Linked DNA regions of Mus musculus: all the other regions are linked to region 2. The links are chromatin contacts, called in public HiChIP or PLAC-seq and promoter capture Hi-C maps. All regions are on one chromosome and are shown on one strand. Each heading gives the region's core, a stretch centred on a gene start, on an enhancer-like site or on the middle of the called end of the contact. The rest is flanking DNA. Distances are from core to core; before and after follow the strand shown. Region 1 holds the start of Nuak2 (NUAK family, SNF1-like kinase, 2). Region 2 holds the start of Pik3c2b (phosphatidylinositol-4-phosphate 3-kinase catalytic subunit type 2 beta). Region 3 holds the start of Cdk18 (cyclin-dependent kinase 18).

Region 1 (3,829 bases), core at 1,131-3,630, 730 kb before region 2:
GCAGGGCCTTTTCTCAGAAGTCACATATCAGAGAGCCCCCGTATCAGATATTTACATTACAATTCATAACAGTAGCAAAATTGCAGTTATGAAGTAGCAACAAAGATAATTTTATGGTTGGGAGGTCACGACAATACAAGGAATTGCATTAAAGGGTCAAGGGATTAGGAAGGTTGAGAATCATTGGGCTAAGTAGTTGGTGACTGGGTGCAAGGGTTAGAAGAAGTGCTTCCTCCTAAGACTAGAGCGTGAGGCAGACAAACTGAATGAGGGTGACTCAGCTCAGCTTAAACGTCCTAACAAATCCTCCAAAGAGCTAAGCCCAATCTTTAAGTCACTGAGCCACATCCCAGGTCCTCCCTACACAGAATGAAAGTTAGTTCTGGCACTTGGTTGTTCTAATCAGTAGTTCTGTAAACAATTGTTGTTAATTTATTTCATATGTACAGCCTTATGCCAGTATGCATTTCTGTGCAGAAGATACATGCTTGATGTCGTTGGAGATCAGAAGAGGGGGCCAGAACCCCTGGTACTGGAGTTATGGCTCTTTGTGGGTCATCTTGTGGGTGCCGGGGATGAAATCCTGGTCCTTTGGAAGATCAGTCAGTGCCCTTACCTGCTGAGCCATCTCTCAGTTCTCTCCATGGTTCTGATGGCTCACTCCTCTGCCTGCAGGTCTGTTTGTTTGCCTCCTGTGTCCATCCATCCATCTGGTCTGTATGAATCCACTGTGCACCTTTATCTGTTCAGCAGTGCCCTGGGTATTGGGGGTGTTTAGGAATAGTGATAAATGTCTAGATTGAGTCTTAAAGGAAACCTTGGGCTCCTCTGAAAAAAAGTCTTCATCTTATGAGGAAATGTTGATACAGCTAGCTAACAGACATGGGTCTTCTAGTAAGCTTTAAAAGCCCTATCTTTAGAAAGCAACCCCAAACTATCCTCCTCTCATCTTGGCTAGGGGCTCCCTCCTCTTTTCATGTCAGTCAGGTCTAGAACCCAGGTCTCCCATCCCTGAGCCTGCTCCTCTGACACATGCTTTTCATTGTCCTACTCTGCCTGGACAGACCCCAGGAACTGACAGACAGGGCGCACAGAGAGCAGACTGGTTGAGCCTTTTCTATTTTCACAGACTACTCAGAGTGGAGAGGCAAGCTGGCAGAAGATAGGGCACTAAACTAGCTATACAGTTTCCATGGACCGTCCGAACTTAGAGAAGGCTGATTCCCGGTGGATGGTCTCTGGCTACAGAGAGCTCCAAGACAAGGAGATACCAGTTATTCCCTCTGAAAAGATTCAAAGGGCAAACAGAAGTAGGAAAATGGGCAGAGAGTAGTTTTTTTTTTAATTTGATAATTGAGGACGTAGTCCTCTTTGATCCTCTGCCAAGTCCTAAAGATACAGCTAGAGATGAGGTCCTGCAGATGAGGGAGGGATGCCTGCCCGGAATAGCTAGAATTAGGGAAGTCCTCTTGTCCTGTACTCTTTCCCTATAGGCCAGTATCTGAATTCCAGGCTTTCTTGCCAGCTGTGTGGCAGAAGTAAACTCACTTTCTACATCGGAAAGGGGGGTCTGGACATAGCCTTCCAGGCCCCTTAAATGCAGCCAAATCTTATGCCCAACCTCCTGCTCTTTTGAAAAAAAAAAAAAATCCACTGGGAGGAAACCCTGGGACCAAGACACTCCTTACAGATTTAGGAGCTCGTGGATGTAAGTCCTTGGAATGTGATGTGCTTTTTTCACAATTTATGGAGATCCACAAGGCCACCACATCTTGAGGGAATCCACGCAACCCTACAAAGTAAGGATTTCCCAGGCCTGTTGGATTCCAGAATCCAATTAAGGTTGGTGGAATCCAAGCAGAGTGAACATGGAGTCAGGACAGCTCTCTACCAGTGCTTAGCTGGCGTCAGTCTCCAACCCATTCCATCTCCCTATTCACTTTCTCCTTTATGGACCTCAAGAAGTTATCAAAAGGCTTTTCAGATTTTGAGCTTGGAAGAAACAATTTACTGCATGTGGAGAAATACTTCGGGACTTTCTAGTGCCCTTAGATTGTCCCTTGCCAACCGAGAACACAGCACAATAGCACAAGGTTGGCGTCATTCAGAGACTAAAGCAATTCAGAGAGCCTTCAATCCTAAAGACTGGCACTTCGGTATTAATTCGGCTCTGCCTCCATTCTCGCATTCCTGGGCCTCGGGTCCAAGTGGGCGGGGCCCCATTCACACCTTTCCGCGCCTAGCCAAGGGGAGGAACGGGGCAGGAGAGGGTGAACCAATGCGAGAGGTTTTGGTCACGAGCCGCCGGCAAGTCGGCCAATGGGACGCAGGGGCGTGGTCAGGACATTCCCCCTCGAAACGTTTTATAGCAATTCGGAACGCGGGGCTTTCTAGCGTGCTCGGGTGCGGCTGTGACCTCTGAGCCCGCGGCTCAGCGCGCGCTGCTACTGCTGCCCGACCCACTCCACCTCGCGGTCCCCGCACCATGGAGTCGGTGGCCTTACTCCAGCGCCCGAGCCAGGCTCCCTCGGCCTCCGCCCTGGCCTCGGAGAGCGCCCGGCCGCTGGCGGACGGGCTCATCAAGTCGCCTAAACCTCTGATGAAGAAGCAGGCGGTGAAGCGGCACCATCACAAACACAACCTGCGGCACCGCTACGAGTTCCTGGAGACGCTGGGCAAGGGCACCTACGGGAAGGTGAAGAAGGCACGAGAGAGCTCGGGGCGTCTGGTGAGTGTCCCTCGCGGCTCCCGGCTCTCGGGAGCTCACAGCGCGTCCCTTGCGGTGTCCTCGGCTGCGTTGCCAGGCGCGCGCATTTTAGATGTGTCTGTCCGTGGTTTTCAGGACAGTGCTCATCTGTCCTGAACCTTAGCTTCACTAGATGCCTGTAGTTTGAGAAGACGGAGCTTAACTTGAATTTTGACGGGAACAAACGTCAACAGAGTAGAATGGAAGGAGGAAGTTGAAAGCACCAGTTCTTAGTAGATGGATGAGGTGTGGAGATCTTTAACTCTGACTTGACACTTTGGGGCCTTTCCAGCCGAAATGAAGCTAAGTTTGGTTGGGATAGGTTTTTATTCTGGGAAATGTAAAAGCAGGCCCAAATGTCAGGTCCACTCCCAGCACTCCAGCCACATCTTTGGATGTGAGGCCTTTGGGGAACTTGCCCTTTTGATTTACGCATGTGTAATCGTAATAATAATCCGTAACTCTGAGCAAGTTCCTCCATCTCTGTTTTCTGTTTCCCCTTCTGCAAAAATAGAGAGAACACAGCCTGTCTCACAAGCTGCTTGGAAAAAATAAGATATAAATGTGAATGCACTTGAGCCCTGATCACAGATCCTGTGTTGAGAATGAATACTCCTATCTGGAAACCTCCCCTTGGAAGGACAGCAAATTTACCAAAAGTTACACAACAATGTTTCTTCCACTCTAGTTCAGTGGGCCTGAGTATTAGCTGGCTACTTGTTTAAAATGTGCAGTCTCTCATTTTCCACCAAGGGAACTATTTTATAAAAGGTCTATAATTCACATTTTCGCAAGGCTCAGAGCAGGTGGTTTAGGGAGAACATTTGGCAGGTCCAGTGGATGCTGTTTGTAAGGGGGTGTGTATGTACAGCCATCATTTGCCCTATTGACTATGGGAATGGTCCCCTCCCCTAATTGTTTGCTTTTGCAGCCAGTAGCTGGTTTGAAATTCAAGAAGTCATTTCATTGGTGAAGGAGAGTGGATGTTGGAGAAAGGAGTGGATTATAACCCCATCAATAGGAGCAAGTATGTTTTTCCTGCTAAGGCCTGGCACAGTCCCCAGTTGCCCGCTGCCAGGTTAC
Region 2 (3,652 bases), core at 1,022-3,521:
GGGCCTTGTGTAAACCGAGTTATGTACTCCCTCGTTTCTTTCTTTTTTTTTTTTTTAAGATTTATTTATTTATTATATGTAAGTATACTGTAGCTGTCTTCAGACACTCCAGAAGAGGGAGTCAGATTTTGTTACAGATGGTTGTGAGCCACCATGTGGTTGCTGGGATTTGAACTCTGGACCTTCAGAAGAGCAGTCGGGTGCTCTTACCCACTGAGCCATCTCACCAGCCCCCCTCGTTTCTTTCTATGGTCATTTAAAACCTAACCACATTTTTTACATCTTCAATCCTATCTATTGGTTTTGTTTTGTTTTGTTTTTCAAGGCAGGGTTTCTCTGTGTAGCCCTGGCTGTCCTAGAACTCACTCTGTAGACCAGGCTGGCTTCGAACTCAGAATTCTGCCTGCCTCTGTCTCTCAAGTGCTGGGATGAAAGGCATGTGCCACCACAACCAGCTTTCTATACTATTTTTACTCTTTTTGTCTCAGCAGAATTCTCAAAGACGATCAAGTAGCAACTATTTTTTTTCTTCAGGGTATAGCTTCAAGACTTACTGCTCTCCAAATCCATTTGCCAGTGAGTCTCTCCAGGCAACTTTGTCTCGCATGCTTTGGGCCATCTCCTTTCCTCTTTGGGACAGTTTGCATTTTCACCCCTTTGCTCCCTGGTCTTACCTCTCAGCATAGGAACACATTTCTTTCTTGTCTTAAAAGAAAACCAAGCCAAGGGTGTTGGCTCAGCACTTAGGAGAAAGAGGCAGTACAATCATGAATTTGAAGCCAGCCTGGGCTACATATCAAGTTCAAATGGCAGCCTCAGCTACATGGGAAAACCTGTGCCAAACAACACTTCCATACCTGATCTTTCATGCTCCTTTGTATTCCTCCTCTAGTTGTTAAGCTTCTAGAACGAGTCTTTCACCATCAAGCCACCGGAACCTGATTTAGCTCTCACAGGCTTCTTTTTCTCTTCACTCACCTAGTGATGCCCATGAGGTTTCTATCTAACCGTTCCATTTCATCCTCGATGAAAACAAAACAATATTCTCCCTCAAATACTTTAGAATTGTGAACTCGACTTTTTGGGGGTGGGGGTTAAGATTGAATTTATTTTTAGATTCTGTATATGCTTGTGGGGGTGTGCACATGCATATGGATGCCTGCAGAGGCCAGGAGAAAAAGCAGCAGCTCTCCTGGAGTTACACACCACACCCGTTGGGGTGCTTCTGCCTCCCAGGTGCTGATTGAGGACCTGGCTTAGGGACTCCCCTTTTGTACTGCTTTTCTCCACCACAGGACTTCCTCTAGTTGTTCAAATCCTCATTCTACTAGACAGCTCTCCTCTTTGTGAGCTCTCCCCAGTTTCTACCTCTACCAACCTAGGAAGGCTTTAGCCCTTGTCTCCTGGAAAACTGCTCCGGTTTCTTACAGAGTTTCATGCAAATAAGGGGGCGGGATCAAAGGCCCCATGTGTTTTATAAAGACCTTTCTGACTTTGATAGACTGAAATGGTAGTATCTTAAATATTTCCTTGGGGCAAGGCAAGGGATGCTTAACAGATGTTTCCATAGAAGCCTTAGCTAGAGAGCAGAGGGCATGGGAGCTGAGACACCTTCTCCCACCAAGGCTTGAAGGGGTACTGAGGAAGAAGGCTGAATCCCAGTGTGACTGGCAAAGAAAGGAAGATAGCAAAGAACAAGTTCCTGGTTGAAGAAAGTGTACTTGGAGATCCGAGACCCTAGTTATTATGCAAACGGAGCTGGCCAGTACTGGGTAGAGCCCTTAGGAAAATGCTTGACACAGGTGCTTTAAGGGAGGTGCCCGGAGAAAATAACACAGTTTCAAAGTTTGCTTCCTACCTTAATAGGGTTGGAGGCTTCTCTACTTCTCCTCCCCACTCAGGTTGGAAGACCGCCCTTGAGCAAACGGGAGAGAAAAGTGCCAACACAGCCTCCCCCACGAAGGTGGTAGTTCTTTAGAGCATCCCTATCATGCATAATTATGAGAGGAAATTTTCGAACGGATAACTGAACGCCCAGCCCGTGTCGCTTCCAATAAGGTGATCTGGCTTGTTTCACCTGACCCAGAGCAAGGGGTTCCAGCCTGGAAAACGACGACAATCTGCCAGCGGGAAGTGGGATTGCTGGCCCCCGGGGTCTGCTCAGGACGCCGCACACGGTGCGGAGGCGGGAGCGGGAGGGGGAGGGGAGGGGGAGAGGAAGAGGGGAGGGAGGGGGCCCGTGTTCCCGCCGCCCCGCCCTCTGGCTCCCGCGACTAGGCGATTCGGCGTTGCGGCTGTTGCCGGCGGCCTGGGCCGCGGTCCTGGCAGGAGCCGGTGAGCCTCGCGCGCCGTGCAGTGCGCCGGCTGTCCGGGAGATGGCTTCTCCCCGCTCGCTCGCCGTTCGCGCTATTGTCTCACCCGGGGCTGCCTGACTGCGAGCTCGTGCACGCTCCCGGCAGACAGCACCGGGCCCGGGCCCGGCCCCCACGCCCGTCGCTTGCCCGTGTGTCTCCTGCTGCGGGGATCCCAGTGCCCGCGCGGTGCGAGCGAAGGGAGCAGGCGACACTGAACATCACGCGGGGGCTGGAGCCGCCTGGATCTTCCGAGCGAGCCGGGTCGGCGGAGCCCTAGACACCCAGCCACGACAGTCAGGGTGTCGCGGCAGAACCCGCGGCCAGCGCAGGTAGGAAGAGCACGCGGCGGGGAGGACGACCCCGGGGCTGCGGAGCGCCCTCTTAGTCGGGGCGACGTGGGCAGAGCTCCCGCCCCGAAGCGCCAGCGCCGGGGCCAACAATGGCAGGGCCGAGAGCCCAGCCGGGTCCTCCGAGCACTGCAGGTTGCTCGCCCCCGCCCCACGGCTCGCCCGCGACTCGCGGCCTCGCCGGGCTTGCACCCGCCTCCTCCTCCGGAACACACTTCCCGGGTGCAGCTGCAAGACGAGCTGGGACCAGGGGACCGCTTTGGAGTCGATTTGTTTATTAGTTTGTTTAAGAGCAAAACCTGTCCTGGAGTGGGGGGTGGTGGGAGTGGTGCCTTCCTGTGCAGCGGGAGTGAGAAGTCAGCGTCCAACCTCGGGACGGTACACATTTTCGGCCAGGCGGAGGGTAGGGTTGGCCTTATAAGGATACTGCAAAAGCAGAAGACTGAAAGCTTGCAGGAGAGACTAGGACCTTCAGGCCCGAGTCCCCGGCCCTCCGGGAAAGTGCTCCTCTCCTGGGCAGTACTTGCCCCTCATTTTTCAGTTTTACACAGCTGCAGCTTTGGTGCGATGATAGAAGCTGGAAGCCCCAGCAAAACTGCCAAGCTGGGGTGGGTGGGGTGAAAAGTCCAGGGGCTTGGCAGGCTTCTGGGGTGTGGAAAGAGGTTACCAAATGTATGAGGTTAGTGCATTCACCCTTGTTGTGCAGAGGTTGAAGTGTCTAAACTCTGCCATTGCTCCTTCAGGCTAACCTGGCCCTACATCTCACCTCCCTTTAGGTATCTTTGTGGTTTCCCAGTCCCAGCCCACCAGTCATATTTAGGGTGAAAGTCCTATTGTCTCTGGTTGCCCTGGTGTTTTTATTCAACTTGGTCAGAGAGTTCTGCAGCCTGGACTGATAGACCCTAGCAGGCCTTTGATTCCTTAGCGGCTGGCAAGCTACCTGGGCTACAG
Region 3 (3,986 bases), core at 1,193-3,692, 910 kb before region 2:
GGCCTTTCCTGACATGTTTCCATTCAGCCCACCCACCCACCCATTTCTTATAGAGAACTCTCCTCTCCAACCAAAAGGGGGGAAACTTCTAGCCAAGGCCTTGGCTTGCCGGGGTTTCATGGTCTTCCGCCCCAGAGTCAGCCACGGGGTATGACTAGGACATCGCCTTTCCCAGGCCTCACCACCACATGATCACCTCGGCTTCCATGTGTTATACAATAACAGCCCTCCCTACCAGGAGCCCCTCTCCAAACAGAACACTGAGCAAGTTCGAGAGTTTGCTGGGAGCCACAAAATCAATAGGAGGATTCTAGAAATGGCTTAGATTTGACCATCCTTTCTCATCTTCAGGTCCCAAACTCAGAGAAGGAAAGATGGAATCAGGAGAGGAGGAGGAAGAAGACGAGGAGGAGGAGGAGGAGGAGGAGGAGGAGGAAGAGGAGGAGGAGGAGGAGGGAGAGGAGGAAGAGAAGGGAGAGGAGGAGAAAGAGGAAGAGGAAGAGGAGGAGGGGCAGAAGAGAAGGCTAGAGTGAGGTAGGAGTCAGAAGACCCAAGCCAGGCTTTTTCCCTATGAAGAGCGGCCTCTTCCCCTGGGAGCAGGATCAATTAACTGACAGAGAACACAGGGTTTGGAGAGAAACACAATCCCATTCCCTCTGGATCTCAGGGCAGCTATCCCCTCCCCGAACAATCCCAGACTAGGAATCCACTTGTTTCTCAGATTATTGTCCCTCTGGTAAAGCCTGGGTCTGCCTGGGGAGCCTGATTACTTAGAGAACTACCCCTGTCCTCCCTGGGAATTCCAGCCCAGGAAGAGCAGGAGTTGGGACCGGGCTTGGGGTCAGATAGATGTAGACCGGATTGAACCCGTTACATCACTCTCACCCACCCCTCCCCCAGTCTGTTCCTTGGCTAGTGCATTAGTGATCATAACACTCATGAACTATCATAACATTATTATGACACCTTGCTTGGCACATTGCAGAGATTGGAGACAGGAGCTGGGGCAGAGGGAGCCTCCGATGCAGCCCAAGTCCACAGGCATAGCTGCCTGTTGGCCACACCCCAGAAGCTATCCCAGGCCCAAGGCATGACAAAGACATGCGTTCTTGAGACACAAGGATTTGGATCCCCACCTACCCCGCCTCACTGTGGGCTATGTGCCTCCATTGAATCTCACATCTGATAGGGTGGGGGCTTTGCGACCCACGGGGCCCAGGCCACACAACACAGCTGGGTAGGCTGGGGAAGATTGCTCAAGGCCGAGCTGGGATGACAAAGAGGGGCAGATGGCAGCAGCCAGAACTCAGAAGGTTCTGAGGACTGCCCCTATCCCACAATTCTACCCCTGCTCCTGGGAAAGCTTAAGAGAAATATATGAGGCCGCTGGAGCCTAGAGGGGTGCTGACCCCTCAGTACAGGGAAAACAACCCCAAGGCCATCAGGGGCCTGTCCCCCAACCGCGTGGAACAGAGCCTCTGACCCACCCCATTTTCAGAGTCCTGTTTGTGACCTCCAAACAGAGCAGTCAAGCCATGCGTTTGAAGAGCGAGCCACCCACCCTCCTTTCCCACACGCTATCAACCGCTGTCCACAGGAGGGGAGGATCATTGCTTCTCTGGACTTAGCCCAAGAGAAGAGACACGTTCCCTAGCGACTCTCCTCACCACGCAGCCAGCGCTCGGGGCTTCACCTGTCCTCAGTTTTCCCCAGGTCTCTGGCCTACCACCCATGGCCTGTGGGGCTGGAAAGTTCACGAAAGCCCAGAAAGCTCTTCGAGGTGGCAATCTGGCCCTACACTCTCCTGAATCCCTTCGTTATCGGGACTCCTGACCCTTGTCCTTCCCATAAGGAAAGCACTTAGCGTCTGGCTTGTGCCTGGGAGGGGAACTTTTGCGTTTGTAGGGTTCCGACGGAGGTCAGGGCCAAAGGGAGTCCGGGATCCAGAGTCCCCGCGGGGCACGCGTTCTGCCTCAGCACCTGGAACTTGGGAGTGGCTTTCCCAGGGCATCCTTCACCCCACACACACACCAAAAAAATAAATAAATAATAAAAAAATAAAACGCAAGCGCGCCTGCCGAGCGCCCATCGCCTATGGCAGCTGGGGAATTCTGCCCAAATCTCCAGCGCAAAGGCAGTCGGCCCCTTTAAGGACCGCCCGGCTTACCTTTGCTCAGCTTGCCCGGCGCGGTGCCCCTCTCTGGCCGCCGCGGCGGACTCTGCGCGTGTCCCGGTCGTGGCGAGCCGGCTCCCGCCCTCCGCGGCCGCGCTGCCAGGCTTAGGTGCCCTGCCCCGCGCCCCGCCGGGGTCCCTACTCGGGACCCTGGCTCTTCCTGGCCCTGGAAAGGTGAGCGGTTTTCCCCCCAAAGAAGCTGTAACCTGAGCTGCGGGAGAAGGGAGAAGGGAGGGGTGCAGGAAGGTGGGTAAGAGGAGGAGGAAGGCAAAAGCCGGGCCCCAGCCAGAGTTTTTCACGTGTACAAGTTGACTCCGCCTTTGTCCGGACCGGCCCTGCCCACAGTCACTGCCAATCCCTTGCTCTCCCTCTGTCCCAGGGCCACCCCTTTCTCCCACTCTGGGAACTAAGGCCTGTGCTTCTTCCTGTTCCCCTCATAAGCTGGCCCTAAACTAAGTACAGGGTGAGGCCCTTTAGCCTGGACCACACCGGACAGGTCTCTGTCTCTACCCAACCTGCTGAGTGCCAATTTCGGGGGGTGGGGGGAGGGTAGTGGGGGCAGCGCCTAGCACCTAAGAGCTAATGTGCGATCTCAGGGCACAGGGCCTCGCCTATTCTCCTCTCTTTTATGGAGTGTGAAATTGTCACTTACCTGATAATATCTCCCTGATCCCTTCCCCCATCTCTGCCTCTCCATGGCCTGGAGGAAGAGTTCCTTCCCACATAGCATCCCTCTTCCACTATGAAGAGGAACAACTCTGTCCTTTTTGGCCAAGTGAATCAACTAAGAAGCTTTGCAGATAGGCAATGCTAAGTCAGGTCTCGGTTTACACAAGGGGAAACTAAGTCTCAGAAAGGAGACTGAAGAAGCCCAAAGTCCTACAAGGCTTAGAACCCAGGTCAAACATCATTCTCCCACACTGTCTAACGTCAGGGGTCAAAAACCACCACCAGGGGCGCTGGAGAGATGGTTAAGCAGTCCTGAGCAGTTACTGCTCTTGCAGAGGACCCCGGTTCCGTTTCCAGCACCCGCATGACTGCTCACAACTGTCTATAGCTCCAGTTCTAGGGAATCTGACACCTTCTGATCCATGGTGCCAAGAACATATGTGTTAGATACACACAGCTGTGGGCGAAATTCGCGCGTGCACACAAGCTAAATATAAATAAACCTTTTGTTTGTTTAAAGCACGCCACAAAAACGCTGGGGTGGGCTGAGGGTCAGCCTTCTTATGCTGGGGCCTTTTTATCCTTGCTTCCGGTGCTCTGCCGGGACTACATCAAAGAGGTCCTTGCCCTCTGTTCTTTTAGCAGATATGGCACATAGCTTCTGCAATCTGGGTGCCCTTGAGAAGGCTGCTTTGAGGAGAATGTGGTGTTGGAAAGAGGACAGTTTTCTTCTAAAAGACAGAGTCCTGAGGTCACAGCCACATGAGAGTGACTTATGGGTGGCTGACATCCCACAAGGGCCTACCAGCTCTTTGCTACCTTCCCTACCAGGGCATGGAGATTTTTCTGGGAATGAGTGTTTTATGCAGCTGTGGCTGCTACAAGCTGAAGGGCTGCAAAGAGTGCCTACAGCCAAGCCTCTGGATTTGGGACAGAGGATACCTGTCCTGTTCCATGAGTAACTAGGAAAACCTAGGCTTAGGCGTGGTGGGGAGGGCCTGCACTCAGGAGGAAGAGGCAGGAGGATCACTATAAGTTCAAGATCAGCCTGGTTTCCCCAATGAATTCTAGGCCAGCCACGGAGTGAGACATGCTCTCTAGAAGAGGAGGAGGAAAAGAAAGGGGGAGGGGGAGGAGAAGGAGG

Evidence for each region. Promoter capture Hi-C pulls out the DNA fragments that hold promoters and counts their contacts. HiChIP or PLAC-seq counts read pairs in DNA pulled down with a chosen protein or histone mark.
Region 1: a promoter capture Hi-C map of liver shows a contact between it and region 2, with 2.5 times the contacts expected there. The contact joins the promoter of Nuak2 here to the promoter of Pik3c2b in region 2. A contact is called at or near these places in 1 of 39 promoter capture datasets (liver) and 1 of 115 datasets of contacts at active chromatin or transcription factors (pancreatic cancer cells).
Region 3: an HNF4G HiChIP or PLAC-seq map of pancreatic cancer cells shows a contact between it and region 2. The contact joins the promoter of Cdk18 here to the promoter of Pik3c2b in region 2. A contact is called at or near these places in 1 of 39 promoter capture datasets (liver) and 1 of 115 datasets of contacts at active chromatin or transcription factors (pancreatic cancer cells).

The regions. Positions count from the first base shown.
Region 1 is chr1:132,313,745-132,317,573 of GRCm38.p6, forward strand. It overlaps Nuak2 (NUAK family, SNF1-like kinase, 2), which reads left to right and starts at 2,381. Exons shown (of 7, transcript NM_028778.4): 1 at 2,381-2,728. The coding sequence starts at 2,486.
Region 2 is chr1:133,043,741-133,047,392 of GRCm38.p6, forward strand. It overlaps Pik3c2b (phosphatidylinositol-4-phosphate 3-kinase catalytic subunit type 2 beta), which reads left to right and starts at 2,272. Exons shown (of 33, transcript NM_001099276.2): 1 at 2,272-2,683.
Region 3 is chr1:132,137,243-132,141,228 of GRCm38.p6, forward strand. Cdk18 (cyclin-dependent kinase 18) reads right to left here and starts at 2,443. Exons shown (of 16, transcript NM_008795.2): 1 at 2,168-2,443.